3 separate regions of the Zea mays genome follow, and regions 2 and 3 are each linked to region 1. The links are chromatin contacts, called in public Hi-C maps. All regions are on one chromosome and are shown on one strand. The core of a region is the stretch at or near the end of the contact, and the rest is flanking DNA. Distances in the headings are between cores, read along the strand shown. Region 1 holds the start of LOC100856949. Region 2 holds the start of LOC103651040 (protein NETWORKED 2A). Region 3 holds the start of LOC103651041 (CCT motif family protein).

The links. A called contact is a pair of places that touch in the nucleus more often than the background predicts.
Region 2: a Hi-C map of tassel shows a contact between it and region 1, with 2.1 times the contacts expected there. The contact joins the promoter of LOC103651040 here to the promoter of LOC100856949 in region 1. A contact is called at or near these places in 5 of 25 Hi-C or Micro-C datasets (ear, endosperm, leaf and 2 more).
Region 3: a Hi-C map of ear shows a contact between it and region 1, with 2.8 times the contacts expected there. The contact joins the promoter of LOC103651041 here to the promoter of LOC100856949 in region 1. A contact is called at or near these places in 6 of 25 Hi-C or Micro-C datasets (ear, endosperm, leaf and 2 more).

Annotation. Positions count from the first base shown.
Region 1 is chr3:187,152,125-187,155,751 of Zm-B73-REFERENCE-NAM-5.0, forward strand. LOC100856949 reads left to right here and starts at 1,873. Exons shown (of 2, transcript NM_001254835.2): 1 at 1,873-2,045. It also overlaps the pseudogene LOC128202634.
Region 2 is chr3:186,946,995-186,950,621 of Zm-B73-REFERENCE-NAM-5.0, forward strand. LOC103651040 (protein NETWORKED 2A) reads left to right here and starts at 1,971. Exons shown (of 2, transcript XM_008676633.3): 1 at 1,971-2,493; 2 at 3,053-3,627. The coding sequence starts at 2,400.
Region 3 is chr3:187,020,692-187,024,318 of Zm-B73-REFERENCE-NAM-5.0, forward strand. LOC103651041 (CCT motif family protein) reads left to right here and starts at 1,887. Exons shown (of 3, transcript XM_008676634.4): 1 at 1,887-2,374; 2 at 2,497-2,670; 3 at 2,776-3,627. The coding sequence starts at 1,943. The coding sequence ends at 3,156.

The DNA of each region.
Region 1 (3,627 bases), core at 623-3,122:
ACTCTTCAGGATTCTGCATTGTGAATAGAGGTTCATCTTTGTCATCATATTGCCACTGCTGCTGCTTTCTAATCATTCGCGCCTGCTTTGCAAAGAAGAAACCTTGGTTTTTCTTACCCTCAATTCCTTTCTATGACACAACTAACAAAATGAAATGGTACATTTAGGTATCTTGAAAACCTTTTCACTTCCAAATTAGAATAGTATCATGCTCAAGAGGTAGAAATGTTTGAACAACACGCACTGCTCTGCGTTCTACCTTTATAATAAATGTGAATATTGTCCCTGTATAAATGTAATGGACCGTCTAATGAACATTTTCAGATGTTTTTTATTTCAATAGTAACTATTGGTCAGTGACTTCTTTAAAACTATCTGTGTTGTACTTGAAGCATCTTCTACTCCGCAGCTAAGCTTGGAAGAGTTACAGTCTCATATAAAATAGGTAATTTTGTACTAATTGTTTTTTATTTTCCAAAAGGTGTGCCACTTGCATTAGTATTTTTCCAGTGCAGACGATTAAAAACTACTGTTTTACATCACCTCTCTATCATAGGAATAGTTTACTACCCTAATGCTTATTCTATTAACATTGACAAAAAGATATATCACTTGAAGACAGGTATGTATTTCAATCTTCTAGATTTATATTTCTTTCTTTACATATATAAAATAGGTAAGTTTGTACCATTTGTTTTCTTTTTAAAAAGAGAAAAGGTACGACACTTACGTTAGTATTTTTCCCATCCGAAAACTATTGTTTCCCGTCACTTCTCTGTCATAGGAAGTGTTTCCCGTCATAGGAAGAATTTACTGTCCTAATGCTCATCCTGTTGGCTCTGACAAAAAAATATCTCACTTTAAAATAGGTACATATTTCAATCTTAATTCTAGCCTTATGTTTGGCTCTTTACATAGTGGTTTCATTTTTTCTCCCCTTGCTCTCATCATATGAACATTTTTACTCCATTGATTGTTCTATTTACTTTAAAATCGTGCCATAAAATATATGTTTTACTATTAAAAAATTATATCCCTTCACTTATGTATTAGTTATAGAATTACAATTATTTTTTATTTTCCTAAAAGTTTAGAAATGTTTTAGGCGAACCATGGATCTTTATGTTTGTGATAATGTGTGTATCTATCCGGCTACACTATTCAAGTCTCTTGCCATTAAGTGTTTATAAAATATGTTGCGTTGTTCTTACCTTGATATGTGGTAAGGTCTTCTTACCTCTTGATTATCTATGTATGCCTTAATTCATATACTCCGAAATAATCTTTACTGTTAGCTATGAACAGTGGCGGAGGAGCCATTATGGCTTAGACGCTTAGTATGGCACCAGCCATACCTAAATTTTTAAGATGTTTATCTTTTTTTATTATGAACAAAGAAGAAAGTGTGTTGTCGTGGATGTGCTGGTTTGATTCAAGTGGCATGTCCTGAGTTCAATTTACATTTCCTGCATTCTCTATTTTTTCAACCATACCTCATTTTTTATTTGTCCTCCGCTATTGGCTATGAATTTTTTATCAAAACTATCTTCAAGTGCAAGTGCATCTAACATCAATTCATTCAAACATTTTGTTAAAGAAGAAAATGACGTCTAATCTTCTCTTTATGTACATCGCGCGCAGGACGCGCGTCATACACTAGTTATAGATTTAGTACGTGTTATATGCCGGTTATGTCCACCGCCGATTTTTACACTAATCTTTGAAAAACTGCAGCGGCAGCAAGGTTTCTTTTTTATTTTTATTTTTCGAATTTTCTCGTATGTGTATGCGATGTAGATTTATGACTTATGGTCGTTCAAGTTAAATAGCTTGCGTTTATATTTATAACTCACGGTTATAATTCGTGTTTAAATATGATAGTATTCCTAGTCTAACGCACTCGACCTGCCTTGCTGTTTCGTCTGCCGCTCACCTGGCGTGCGGCCGCTGGACAACAGGACAACCGCCGACGCCGAAACCCTAGGCCCTACGCCAGTTTTCCAGGCCTTCGACGGTTCTTCCCTGGCCTTCGTCGCGTTCGCCAGGTATGTTCATCCTTTCTCTCCAGTTCTCGCTAGGCACCCGAACCTTAACTAAGTTATTTGGCTATTAGTATTCAGATCTTATCTAGTAACAAGTGTATACTTGCCTAGCAACGGAATGACGAGTAGAAGATAGATTACTCCTTCCTTCAACTACCGTGAAGGGATCGTTTATCTCCAGACATTTTCTTCTCGGTTCCTCCCATCTGCTGCACTGACTTCTGCTTGAGATCTTTCTGAACTGGGTTTTAATTGTTTCCTTACCTTGCTGGTAAGGAAACCCTAGTTTGCTTGAGTGGATTGCTCCAATGAGATTGAGTTTTTATTTACTGTGACTTGAGCAACTATTAGTGGACTCCATTGATGGGATTGATAAGCCAATCAAATCCTTTCGGGTTTTTCCCATGTTTGTTTGGGGGGGGGGGGGGGGGGGGGGGGGGCACGAATAAAAAAAAGGGTGTGTACCTAGTGTTGTAGGCTTCCCGCACTTTGCGGGGTTTTGTGGGTCTGGGGAAGGGTATTTTAAGTGCCAAGCTTACCCACATAATATGAAGAGGTTGTGGCTCGAACCTGGGACCTTCCGGTTACAAACGCTAGGCTTTACCGCTGCCAGGTCCGCCCTTCTTGTTTGGGGGCACGAATGGCAGTATAATTTCTTGGTGATTGGGGGCACAATGCCCGGGTGTACGATGTTCATATGTATGTACCATAGAATTCAGGATCCTCATATTTCAATATTTATTTAATGGATTGTTGTTTACTACACCTTAACCTACCTGTGGGCAGAGATGATGTTGAAGCTTGGTATTATATTGACATGACATTGTCTCTGTCAGTTCAACTAAAGATTCAAACTGAACTTAAGATCTGAAGTGATCTGTTCACAGTGGTCACTCTAAGCTCTGACTCTTTTAGATCTATAGCACTGAGCCACTGAGCTGTCATGGACCTGATTTCTACAGTTACCAGTTGTACTAGTGTAATAGCTTGTCCAGTCAGTTTCTTCTGAAACAGCGCTACATTTTGGTGAGGGATGTGGACTGTAAAATGGTATCATCATTAAGAATGCTGGTTGCAGTGGGTGCTTGTCATCAGACCATGGGCAACTGCTGGACTGGTATCGTGTTTTGGTAGCACAGTTCCTGAATCCTGTTGTGTCATATTTACTTGTTTGATTGACATAAGCCTACAGAGAAAATGATGGAATTTTATCTAACTCATTATTTGTATTAAATAGCTTATTTGTTTGATTGGAGAATGCACAGAAGAGCATGTTCAACCCACCATGTACTTGCATGTTCAATGTGGGCATCAGGGGAATGACGAGTAGAAGATAGATTGCTCCTTCCTTCAACTACCGTGAAGGGATCGTTTATCTCCAGACATTTTCTTCTCGGTTCCTCTCATCTGCTGCACTGACTTCTGCTTGAGATCTTTCTGAACTGGGTTTTAATTGTTTCCTTACCTTGCTGGTAAGGAAACCCTAGTTTGCTTGAGTGGATTGCTCCAATGAGATTGAGTTTTTATTTGCTGTGACTTGAGCAGCTATTAGTGGACTCCATTGATGGGATTGATAAGCCAATCA
Region 2 (3,627 bases), core at 721-3,220, 210 kb before region 1:
TTTTGTTGTCCATCACCTCCTCCTTGTTATTTTTGGAATCTTTACCCGATATCGTTTCGATTTGTAAGACTCATAAATGAAGTGCTGGTCTCCGATACCAATTGATAGTTTCCTAAAGGAGGGGTGAATAGACAACTCCTAAAATTTCACAATTTAAAATAATCTAGAATCCTAAATTAATTGTTAGTTCAAAACTAGAACAACAAAGAGTAAGGAGAGAGAAAAGTTCTTGCACTTGGTTGCTCTCTTGAATGCGGAATTTATACTAGAGCAATATCACAAGTGAATATAAAGCAAGAACTTGAAGATAAAAGGAAGATAATCTAATTATAGGAAAATAATAAACACAAGATGTAGCAATTTGTTTGACCGAGGTTTAGCTCCAAAGAACTTACCTCTCGTTGTGATGTCCTAAATGATGAGGGTTGCACCCAACCCTTCTCAAGTGATCCAAAAGATCAAACTTGAGACCACCATTTTCTCTTAAATTTGTCTCCTCAGAAGGATCTCTACATGTCAGAGTCTCTTACTAGTCGTACACAAGTCGATGGGAGCTTGATCTCCAATGGAAGCAAGAGGGAAGAATAAACACACACAAGAGCATAATCACACCACTAAAAGATCAGAGAACGCAAGCGCAAAACCAAAGCAGAGCTCTCTCTCACGAATATTGGCACTTGGATCACTTTGGCATGTATCACTGCTTGGAATGAAAGTCTATGCTCTTGAGTGAATTAGTGTGTTGAGGGGGCTGATTTGAGGGTCTGTTTATAGCCCCAAACCCCCAAAGAGCTGTTGGTAAAACATGCAAAAAAACTACTTTACGTGGGCGCTCTACACCGGTCTGGTGCACCACCGGGCCAGGTATAGTAGCCCCAACCCTAAGATCCTGATTGTCGCCTTCCAAACTTAGGTGGCACGGACTACCTGCCACATCTGCTAGCCATTGTGTCACCCATTGGAGCCGTGGTAGTTGTTGCACCTGCGAGGTCCGCTGCACACCGGACTAGGCTAGTGTGTCATTTTTAGTTTTTCTTGAGAGCAACCCTTCACTGGTAAGGAGATCCGGCTGCCAAGCCCTTCTTTTGGTGTCTCTTGTAAAGTGGTCTGGTGCATCTGGACCTGAAGTTCGGTGGGTCTGGCCACCGAGTTTTTCTTCTGGCGCCTCTAGTAAAGTGGTTTGGTGCATCCCATAAAACTATACTTAGCTATTCTTCTGTTTTTTCTTCAAAATGTTTTTCACTTATTCTTAGTGACAATTCAACTATGTCTAAGTCTTGTACTTAATTCGGTTCTCCAACTTAATTCTTGTTTATCTGAGTTTAATTCCTATATATACACATTTAGCAAACATGTTAGTCCATATTTGTTGTGTTGATCATTAATCATTAAACATTTAGAGAAATGGCACAAGTCACATTTCCCTTTCAGAGCTTGTTCGGTTATTTTCAATCCATATGGATTGGATGGGATTGATATGAATTGAGAGGGATTTTGACTTACTAGGGATTAAAACCCCCTCAATCCCCCTTAATTTATATGGATTGGGGTAGAACCGAACAAGCTCTCAATGGTTCATACACCACAACTTGACGAAATAAACTAAGATTATTAAAAAAAGAAAACAAGTACACATTTAGACTTGCTAACCGCTAAATGGAACAAAAAAAGTAAGAACTGAAAAAATGTTGGCAAAAGAAAAAAAAATGTGACGTCAAAACATCCTAGAACGAAAAAATGCTAATAAAAGAAACAGTGCCCATGAAAAACAAAGAAAGAGCAAAATTGTCATTTTCTCTCAAAGTTAACACAACATGTTCAAACTAACGGAAATGTCAGTTAGAGAAGTTTTTTTTGAAAGTGGATAAATAGGGGAGATTTGAACTTTGTATGCTAAACAGGGAAGAAGTTTTTAATGTCAAATTCGAGATTTTCTCGTCGTACCCCAGTGACTGACTTTCGTTGAAGCAAACAAATGAACAATGCCAATCGCATGCAAGACACGCACCGAAGATAGGAGATAACGAGAGCGCTAGGCCACCAGTTTTCCCATGGACCACCTACTATTTTCGTTGTGCCAGACCGCCCAGCCACACGGCCACACCCACCCCCGCGCGCGGCGGGCGGCCACCCGCATCGGCGGACCTGCCCCGTGAGTCCGTGACCCTCCTATCTTGGCATGCCTTTCTCAATGTTTACCGCCTCGCCTCTTCTCGTCCCGGGGCCCTGCCGGCCCCGCTCCAACCCCCAAGCTCGTGGCAAGCGCCGCGCAACTGCGCAAGTAGCGATGGCAGTAGTAGACACGCTAGGGGAAGGTTTGGACGAATAGAAGCTAGAGGCGAAGGGCGAGGAGGAGAAGCACGAGATAAGGAAATTGACGACGGAGGGAGCAGACCGCGATGCTGCGGCGCGTGGCGAGCAACGCCTACTCATGGTGGTGGGCGAGCCACATCCGCAACACGCAGTCCAAATGGCTCGACAACAATCTTCAAGGTAATATTTTGCCTACCACGATGTTTAAGAATAAATCATCAACATAACACGAAGACATGAGAAATCATGACTTCCAACCTTTTAAGGCTATATATTAATTGGAGTGTTATATTTGATTTTTTGATAATATAATACCACATTTATTATGAAATTGAAATGAATGGAAATAGTTTTTATCACCATGAAACTATACTATGTCAACTCATTTTCAATACATTGAAAAATGCATGAAACCATTATGGAGAGCAATTTGTTTTATCTTCATTTATTTTATATATTGGTCATTTAGATGCAACATTTAATTGACATGGTAGCCGATAAAACCGTAAAGCGAAATTTTGTATTGAGACTACGTTTCATTCTTTATTTAATCTCACTTTTGCTTATTAAGAATAGCCTAACATTGAAGTAGGAGCACATCGCTAGAAGTACTGCCTCGTTTTCTCGCGCGACAAATTTTCTCAATAAGCATAAAACGACGTAGCATTTTCTAATACCATGATACGATTACACAATATTTTTATCACAATTTTTTGATGTATTTTTGTTGTCTTTGTAGAGATGGAAATGAGGGTGAAGTCCATGATCAAACTCATAGAAATAAATGCTGACACTTTCGCAAAGAAGGCAGAGCTGTACTTCAAGAACAGGCCTGAGCTGGCAAACCTTGTTGAGGAGACGTATAGATCTTACCAGGCGCTCGCTGATCGATGTGATCGGATATCAGGAGAGCTCCACAAGTCAAATCATACCATAACAACTGTGTTTCCAGAACAAGTACAACTCTCACTGCAAAATGACAATGGCGACGGATTCCCAAGGGGTATCACAGGGATCAATATCATCAGAGGAACTAGCCCAGCTTCAAAGAGGACACAGACGCATAGGAGGATTACCTCTCAGATGAGTAAAGAAAAGGCACAAGAAGAGATTGAGAGGCTCCAGAAGGAGATTTTGGTGTTACAGACCGAGAAAGAGTTCTTCAAGTGCTCATATGAATCTTCACTAGATAAGTACTTAGATATTGAACGAAGGGCAACAGAGACACAAGAGGAGGTATGGAGCTTGCAAGAGACTTTTAATACCAACACAGTTATCGAAGACAATGAAGCTCGAGCTTTGATGGCTGCACGT
Region 3 (3,627 bases), core at 637-3,136, 130 kb before region 1:
GCGAATGAAGATAAGGGCTGGCCGGCAAAGCTCCAGCTGCTTCCGGTTTAAGCTTAGCCGAATCGAAACAGAAGGCTGCAGCCGAAAAAAGCATATCTTTATCTAACTACAGTGAGTATTCTACACCTTTGCTTTCAAGCTGCATTTTCAGGTCTGTGCTCCTGTGTTCACAGTAACAATACCTACAAGTGAAGTCAACACAGGTACTGGGAGGAGTGCATCCTTGTCTGTGCAAGTCAACGTCTAACAGTTCTGTGCTCTCAAAGACTGTCAAGTGGTCGCAATCTCTTATCTGACGGCGAAAGATCATCCTGTCTCTGTTAAACTGCAGCGGAAACACAAACACTGCGAACTCAATTAACTTGAGGAGCTAGGTTCACGTTCACGCACGCAAAATATCTTCGGATCAGTTAACCCGGAGGCGCAGTACCTCATTTGATCCCATTTCGTTTTTATATAGAAAGGGACAGTGGCATGGCATCAAGCTCCTTGGGTTTTGTTAATCGACGCATACTTAGGCCTTAGTTGGAGCATATTCGCTAGCTTGTGACAACTAATTTCCGTTCATCTAATTAAATTGCTAACTTCAGAAGGAGCTTTTTTTTTCCATCAAAGGGGTCCGAATATGTCTGCAAGAAGAGCATCTGGCTTCCAACATCACCTTGATTTCCTATATAAAAAGGACAAAACAACTTGTCGAGAGGAACTATTGCCCTATTCCTCATAATTCAGCAGTAAAATTGTGCGATTGATGCCCTCTGGTCTTGCAGACTACTCTATAGATATAACCTTATGATGAACATACTGTGATGGGTATGCTGTATGTGAACTTTTTTCTTTTTTTGAAAACACATCGTGAAAATAAAGTTACAGAGTTTGACCAAGGATAAAACTGCTCGCTCGCCGCATTGCCTTTTGGATCAATATAAGGGCATGTACAACCTAATTAATGAAGTTTTTCATGAGGAGTTCTTAGGAAGCTAAGTAGAAAATAATCAACAGAGAGTCCGTGTCTACACGGCTTTCTATACATATTTCGTCAGCTGATTGGTTGCTCGTATTGTCTCGTCCTGAGCCACCGCGCGTGTTGACTTTGTCTGAGCTTCTGTTCGATTGTATGCAGGTGGAAGATACAAGGTGCATGAGTACATGCAAAACAAGTAATTTTAAGGCCAATTACTTGCATCCGGAGGTACATCGCAAACGGTCATATGAGGCCGACCCGGCTCACACGAGTCTGCACGCCCGCGCTCAAGCATCCAATCGGGATGATTGTGTCTTGACTGAATTTATAATCTAGATGCTCAGAGTTATATCGTGTAGTCTCTTAACTGCTTCATTTCATGCACTTGAAAAACCGATCAAAGAGCTCAAGGTGTACATGCCCTGACGCTGTGGTGCCTCCCTCGACCGTCGGATTCTACATGAGCGGCTCTGCATCTTCGACGTGAGCTGCTACAAAATAGGTAAATGCTGTCCTACTTCTTTCGGTTGCATTACTATGCACGTATCTTATCGCGTGGTTCATGTTACAAGAGATCGGATGGCCCAGATTGCTCAACGGTGCTTCACACATAATTATGCCAGGAGGCATATATTTATGCTCCTACCTTCAAAATTCAAAACGGTACAATGTTGAACTGTTGAAGCCCTGATCTGACTGCACAGAGACATTCTCAGGGGTAGTACAATTATACTGCCGCGATAAGATTTTCTTTTTTGGGTCTTGTTTTGTTTTTGGAGGGGTCACCCCGCCACCTTTCAGCGCACAGCGCCCTGCACTAGCAGCAGCAGCAGCAGATTGCACAAGAATACTGTTCACGGCGAGCCTCCCCTCCCCACCCCACTTCTTTTATATGCGCACCCCTCCTCTCAAACTCGCTCTCAAAGCCCAAACCGCAGTCGGCGCAAAAGCCCCAAGGCTTTTCCACGTCCAAGAGCCATGTTCCGCCAATCCTCCCCCTCCTACAGCGACGCCCTCATGCACCACCACGCCGCGAGCTTCTCCGCCGCCGCGCTGTCCGTCACCGTCCCGGCCCAGATCCCCCGCGGCGGCGCGGCGGCCGGCGGGTACCTCGACGGCAATGTTGGCGCCTTCTCGTCGCCGCCGTCGTCCTGCTACTCGTCCTCGTTCCCGTCGTCGTACTACAACAGCATCCAGAGGAGCATCAGCTCGCACTCGCTCCCGATGCGCCTCCAGCTGGCCGACGTGTCCCTCGGCGGCAGTAGCGGCTTCTACTCGCCGTCTTCGCCGTCCACGCACCAGCTGCCTCTGCAGCCGCTCTCGTCCTCCCCGTCCTCCTCCGCCGGCGAACTCTTCGAGTTCACCTCGTCATGCCCCGTCCGCCGCGTCTTCAGCACCGGCGATCTCCAGGTACCGCGCGCGTGCATCTCAACAATTCAGACAGCTGCATGCCTGCATCGCCGATCCAAGGGGAATAATTTAAATAAAATGAAAAGGTGAAGCTCCGCTGATGTGTGCTGGGCAATGGACAGGGGATGAACGGGTCGTCGCCGCCGCGCCCGGTGCCGTCAGCCGACGGCTGCGGCCAAGAGGGTGGCGGGCCGTTCTCACCCAAGGTCGGCCGCTACAGCGCCGAGGAGAGGAAAGAGAGGATCGAGCGCTACCGTGTCAAACGGCACCAGAGAAACTTCAACAAGAAGATCACTGTAATTGATCGCATCTCCCTCCCCTACAAATGATCGATTATTTGCTCTCTTTCTCTCCGAACATCCATTATGTTCGTGTCAGCTAACGTTCGACCACACGCGCAGTACGCCTGCAGGAAGACGCTGGCGGACAGCCGCCCGCGGGTGAAGGGCCGGTTCGCGAGGAACGGCGAGACCGACACGGAGGCCGAGGAACGCGAGGCGTCCGACAACAGCTACGGCTACGACTACGGCTGCGGCCACAACGAGCTGAGCAACGGCAACGGCAACACCACCTACAGCGCGGGCAGCTGCTACGACGGCCACAACAGCAATAGGCTCAACGGCGACAATGGCGAGTGGTGGTGGCGGGCGCCGGTCGCCGCCGCGGTCGCGGCCGCGGCCGACGACGAGGCGCAGCGGCAGCGGCAGATCGTCGGCTTCGACGAGGACGAGGAGCTCTGGGCGTCGCTCGGCGACATGCTGTCGGTGAACCTGGCCTCGTAGGCCGATCGCCTGCTGCCTGCTGGCCAGTCACCCAGTCACTGGCCGAGCAGCGCGCCAGGGGCCATGGGACGCGGACGAACGCGACGTGGCGTTGGTGGCCGGTGGGGTCCGGTGCACGCGCGAGCACTCAGGCAGGCCCGCTCGATCGGCGGGGGCGCCGGTGCGCGGCGCAGTGCGGTGTGGTGAAGAGGTCTGCATGGTCGGCGTCGTTGACCTTCCCTCGTGTATGATTGATTGCCTTGTAAACTTTTAGCCAGAAACATGATGAATCAACAAAAAAGAAGAAGTTTCAAAAACATCTCTCCGTCGTGTAATATCATGTGACGCTGATAGCAGCCTGCGCTCCGTGAGTACCGTGTGACTTCCACCACAAAGCTGCTTCAATATTAGCCTGACTGCCTGAGCATTAACCTTGGTGTGCCTGCTCTGCACCAGACAGTACAAGAGCTAATACGAGCTCCCGTGACAGTT